Linked DNA regions of Mus musculus: region 1 is linked to region 2. The links are chromatin contacts, called in public HiChIP or PLAC-seq maps. All regions are on one chromosome and are shown on one strand. The core of a region is the stretch at or near the end of the contact, and the rest is flanking DNA. Distances in the headings are between cores, read along the strand shown.

Evidence for each region. HiChIP or PLAC-seq counts read pairs in DNA pulled down with a chosen protein or histone mark.
Region 1: an H3K27ac HiChIP or PLAC-seq map of thymic regulatory T cells shows a contact between it and region 2, with 9 times the contacts expected there. The contact joins the promoter of Ficd here to the promoter of Srrd in region 2. A contact is called at or near these places in 1 of 39 promoter capture datasets (the 3T3-L1 cell line), 4 of 484 Hi-C or Micro-C datasets (the G1E-ER4 cell line and the HL-1 cell line) and 4 of 115 datasets of contacts at active chromatin or transcription factors (the SCID.adh cell line, astrocytes, pancreatic cancer cells and 1 more).

The regions. Positions count from the first base shown.
Region 1 is chr5:113,734,333-113,737,283 of GRCm38.p6, reverse strand. It overlaps Ficd (FIC domain containing), which reads right to left and starts at 1,502. Exons shown (of 3, transcript NM_001010825.3): 1 at 1,235-1,502; 2 at 112-463. The coding sequence starts at 412.
Region 2 is chr5:112,341,567-112,344,424 of GRCm38.p6, reverse strand. Srrd (SRR1 domain containing) reads left to right here and starts at 1,385. Exons shown (of 7, transcript NM_001359388.1): 1 at 1,385-1,550. The coding sequence starts at 1,402. Hps4 (HPS4, biogenesis of lysosomal organelles complex 3 subunit 2) reads right to left here and starts at 1,330. Exons shown (of 14, transcript NM_001359853.1): 1 at 1,262-1,330; 2 at 1-381.

The DNA.
Region 1 (2,951 bases), core at 253-2,752, 1.4 Mb before region 2:
TTCTCAGTCACTCATCAGACTGGAGTTCCGGACTGTCTCATTCACTGGGACGCCCTCATGCTTACACACACACAAACTGACAAGGCCAACCAAGTTGGCCAGCACACTCACCTGGAGACGCCGTAGTCTTGACTGTCAGCAGCCCTGCATCCCTGGAGGAGACACTGAGCTCTGTGCATAGGCTGGTGCACTTGGGGACCACAGGCTGTGCCCTGTCCAGTTTGCTCCTGAGCAGGTGGAAACCTCTGAGCACAGCCAGGCAATGCTCTTCCACAACTCCCAGCGGCAGCAGCAGAGCCAGCAGCGACCCCAGAGCCATGCTCAGCAGCGCCATCCACAGGAAACGGCCCCAGACGGAGACCCATTTGGGTTCGGCCACTGCCACCACCGACGCCATTGGCATGAGTATCATCTGGACTGAGGGCTGGGCCCAGAGCACTCGACACAGAGGAAAAGCTGGACCCTGCAAGGAACCAAGCATTGTAAAAGAATGAGGCAGTGGGAGTGGACCCGTTCCCAGATGGAGAGACCAGACACAGAATCGTCACACTTTCTAATTCATTAGGGACCACGGAAATGGGGGAGGGGTCTCATGGTGCAGGGCCAGCCTGGGAAGATTCATCCTAACCCATAGCTCCTCCGGGGTAGAGTGATAGGACTCTAATGCATTTATATATATTAACTTTCATAATCTCAGCCTACAACCCCAGGAGGTGATGTTTCCACACCGCCCTCCCCAGAGGAGATGCAATCAGAACTCAGAAAAGTGAAGTCGGGGACTTTTCAGCCCCCCTCTTAGTCCACTAGTCCACCACAAGCGACTATTGCCACAGGACACCTAGTGTTTGGGCTGTAACTCCTGCATACGCCCCTGGACACACACCACAATCTTCGATAAGGACAAATGTCTGGTGTCCTGATGTTACCATATGAATACCGACAGCCTCGGTGACCAATGTTGTGTCCCTTCTGCCCTTCCTTCCCTGGCTTGTCCATCATAGACAGGGAAACCCAAGGCCTGGCCAACAACAGTGGGTGATGATGCCCTACCTCAGCGAGGGCGAACACAAGCTTGGGGGCTGGCGGGGGATGGGGGGGGGGAGCGAGGGATCAGGTATGCAAATGCCATCTTGCCAACAATAAGCATTTATTGGGCAACTATGGTGTGCCGGACACTGCGCTGCCGGCCAGCCTTGCACGCTGTCAGCCCCCTTGCGAAGAGCGAGCAAGCTACCTGTAGCTCCCGGTTTACAGATGAGGGATGACGCCGTTCTGACAGGCGGCGCCGGAGCTCCGGGGCCTGACCCGCCACGTCATCACTTCGCGCGGCCTGTGCAGCGGCTCGAGCCCAGCAGACTTCGGCTTACTCCCGAAGCGGGGGGTGGGGTGGGGGGTGGAATGAGGCTGCCGCGAGCTCCCGCTACGAACCGGCCCAGGGCTCGTGCCCGCCTCCAGCATCCAAACCCGCGCGGCCGTTCCCCGCAGCCGCGGTCGCAGGCCCCGCCCCCACCACCTCGCCCCGCTCCCGTCGCCTCGCCATTGGACGGACGGCCGCCCTTGCCGCGGCGGATTGGCTGTCTCGACTTGTCCATCCGCCGCGCTTCCGGGTTCTAGAGCTAGCTAGAGCATCCCCCCGGGAAAGGCGCGCCGTGTGCCGCTTCCATTGGCTGTCGCTTGTGTGCATGGGGCGGGGTCGAGGCCACCGGCTAGGGCGAGCATTTGCGTCCTGTTTTCCCGTCCCAGCATCTGCTACCTTCCTGGGCCTCCACCTAGGCTCTGTGTGCTTCAGTTTCTCTGGTGTGCAATGGCAGTAGCCACATCACCAAACGTTTCCCACTTCTTAGTCCCGGTTTCACCGTTTGTCCCTTTTCTTTACCCCCTTTCTTGTCCTCTCTAATCTACTTTTGTTTTTGAGATGGCTTCGCACCGTGTAGACCAGGCCTGGCTAGGAATTAATTCACGGTGTAGCCCAGGTTGGTCGGGACTTACTGTGTAGCCCGAGCTGGCTTAGTATTCAACCCGGGTCATTTTGAGCCAACATGCCCTCCTGACCTTTTTTAGTTTGCATTCTCTGGAGCGGCTGGCTATGGCTTTTTGTTTACCAAATTAAGTTTTCTTTGGTGCAGAGGGCAGGGCTCCCATCTCAACCCACAAATATTGAACCGGAAGCTCCCAGGGCCTGCTTTGAGAGGTTACTGGGCACACTCTGGAGTCAGACGGCCCACAGATTCAGATTTTTGCCCTCAGTCTCTTGTGATCTTGGATCAGTTTTCTCAACGGCAGAATGGGACAACAGCTCACATCTCTTAATTAAAAAAAAAAAAAAAAGTTCGTGTGCGCGCACGTGCACAGAGATCAGTTTGCAAACCTGGGCTTTCTCCTTCTACCATATGGGTTTGTGGATTGAACGCAGGTCACCAAGTTTGGCTCCTACCTGCCTTAGCCCTCAGGTTCTGGATTTGGGACTCTTTTCATGGAGCCACACAGCCCTGGGTTCGCATCCCAGCTCTGCCACTAGCAGACTGACTTGGTGGTGTCAATCTACTTTACTGATCTGTCACCTGCAGGTAGCTTAAATTGGTCTGGGACTCACTGTATAGGCCAGGCTAGCCCCAACCTCCCGCCTCTGCCTCTGCCTTCTGAGTGCTGGGATTAGAGGCATATACCACCAAATCCGGTTTCAGCCTGCTTTCTTATAGAACCCCCTGACCAGCCCAGGGATGGCTCCACCCACAATGGGCGGGGCCTTCCCCCATCAATCATTAATTAAGAAAATGCCCTACAGTTGGATCTTATGGAAACATTGTTCTCAATTGAAGTTCCTTTCCCTCCAGATAACGCTAGTGCGGTGATTCTCAACCTGTGGGCCATGACCCCACAGGGCTCTCATATTAGCTATTTACATTACATTACGATTCATCACAGTAGCAAGCGTATGGCTATGAAGTAGT
Region 2 (2,858 bases), core at 136-2,635:
AAGAGTTCGGGTAGCAGATACTTCAAAGGCCTTTTTTTTTTTTTCAGCAGAAAATAGCTTTGCAGAAGGGAAACCAGACGACGAGTGTAGAAGGTACTGGGTGTAAGGGACCACACCAGTCAAATGGTCCCAAAATTAAGGAACTGGCACTCAGGAGCCTAATCAGAATGTGCGCAGCCCTTCAGAGTGCAAGAGAGAACTTTGACAGAGGGGAAGACAACTCAGTGTATCATGGAATACTCTGCCAGAAAAGAGTCTTGGCCTCACTCTGATTCTTCGCTCCTCCAAGAGAACTGTCCAGAAACAGGTGGTACAGGCATTAAAATTACTATCCACGAGGCTGAAATTTTCTGACAGTCTTATTTCACTGTGTGGATAACACTGGGAGGAAACACAAAAATAATTTAATCCTTTTCCTTGACAAGCCTTCCGTCATTTTCATCTATAGTCTTTGTTTTGTTTTGTTTATTTGTTTGTTTGTTTTTTCGAGACAGGGTTTCTCTGTATAGCCCTGGCTGTCCTGGAACTCACTCTGTAGACTCAGGCTGTCTCTGCCTCCCAAGTGCTGGGGTTAAAAGTGTGCGCCACCACCACCTGGCTTCATTAAGACTATAGTCTTAATCCCACTTTTCTGGTTAATTCCTTCAAGGACAGGATCTCTAAAGCTGGCCACAATCTGCCACCTGTGGAAATAGTACGTTGAAGTCTCTTAGGGAGGGAGCCAGGCATGGTAGTTTAGGCCTTTTATCCCAGCGCACTGGAAATAGACAGGCAGATTGCTGAGTTCCAGGCAAGCTATGGCTACAAAGCAGGACCCTCTCTTAAAAGCGAGTAAACTCTCTTAGGAAGAAGGAAGTGCCCGAGGGGCATCCCCCACGAACCCGAAAAGGCCTCTTAAATATCAGTCACCTCAACTACACACACCTCGTTCTGCAGCAAACACAGGGCGAGCACACTGTGCAGGGCATCTCTGTTCCTGGAACCACCCCTCCCATTCCCTGAGGCCTGCTCGGAGGACCTAACAGCGAGTTCTCAAAGGTCCCGATGAGGTCAGTGATTGTGTAAGGGACCTAAAGAGGCCATGACACCCTAAGAGTACAGGCAGGGGGACAGTGCGGGTGCGCGCGGGGACGGAGGGAAGTCCCTCGCTGGTCAGGAGCCCCGAACCCTGCGGCCCGATCGCGTGGATCAGGCTCGCCCGCCCGCCCGCCCACCGGGACCCCGGGCTCTGTCTGGCCGCCCGCGGGAAAACCCCCGATACCTGCGCCCGCCCGGCAGCCCCGCGATCACGCGCGGACCCACCTCCCGCCGGTGGGGGCTTGGCGATGACGTGAGGTGTGACGCAGCCTGTGACGTCGGCGGCACGGCGGCCGCTCTGGCGCACTCTGCTGACGTCAGAGCATGGCGGCGGCGGCTCTCGAGCCCTGGAGCGCGGTGGCTCCGCGGAGGAGGAAGCGCGCGGCGGGAAGGCGACCGCGGCCGGGCGAGGGGCCCCGGGCCGAGCCGGAGGCGGACGGCGAAGCGGTGCTACGCCGCCTGCGGGAGGCCGAGTGAGTGCAGCGCCGAGAGGCAACTCCAGCCTCAGTGTCCCTAACCTGGAAATGGGTGTGCCAACCCGCTGGGAAAGGCTGAGTTCTCCCTCCGGTGTCACTGTAGCAAGCTCTCAGTAAAGCTGCCATTCCCATTCGCTGCGGCTGCGGCAGTTTATCATCCTGTGTCCCTGTCTGCCACCTTTGAGATGGGGGTTTAAGCATTACGTAGGGATGCTCAGAGGATTGTGTGATGTGACTGTAGAGCACTCCCTGGCACCCAAGCTCGAGGTGGGGGAGGAGGGTGTCAGAAGGTGCTCAGAAGACCTCTGCTTTCACTGCATAGGTTAGGACAATCAAACTCAAATGTGAGGCTTGGTGGCAAGAACCTTTACCCTATAAATCATCAGCTCTGGATTTGGAGGCGGGATCTTGTACTATAGCTTAGGCTAGCCCAGCAGCCCTGAATTGGAGGATATCCCGTCTTTGCTGTGGGCCACACACCACATTGGTTATTATCCGTATTGTAAATCGAGGTTGCAGCAAACACAGATGTCAACATTTGCATCAATGGTTTACTGAGCAGCAGCTGTGTGCGCAGACTTTTGCAGCCTATGTATTTCACAGGCTCACTGGAATCCTGGGCACTCCGAGAGACATACAAAGATCATTGTTTCAGGCCCAGGCCTTGGTGACTTCAAACCCCATGCTTCCACCTAATCATTATCATGTACTCTATTATGTTACATCCATCTCCCCAGCACTTGGTCTGTACCTTCTTACAGGGCACATAGACGGTGCCCACCATACACAGGCTACACCGTGTTCTTGCCTTTTCTAGTTTTGGTCTTACAGGGCTAAGTTAGAAATGTTGGTAGCATTTTGTATGGGTCAGAAGGGCTGTGATGAGGGGGGCAAGTTACACTTAAAAAGCATTGGTGACCCAGAAGTTACCTCTGAACATAAATTACTGGCGGTGCAGCTGAGAGGACAGATAGAAGCAAGCAGTGCCTTAAAGTCTCGAGATTAGTGAGACATAGGTGTCTAGGACCTGAACTCTTCAAGGCGCACACCAGATAGTCATTGTTTCCTCAGCTGCTTCAGAATCTCCCAGAATGCCCTGCTTCTCCCAGCATCCTTCCAGGGGTGTGGTTATCACTCCTGAGCATAGAGAATCTGATTCAGGGCTACTTAGAATATTACAGAGTACTTTGATTTATCGGGCACTTCTTTCCTTAGAAGAATGTAGGTCGCCTGGGGGCAGTTTCTCTCCTCTTTGTCCCTAAACATTGCCTCTGGCATACTTAAATTCACTGTTGATTGTTCTGC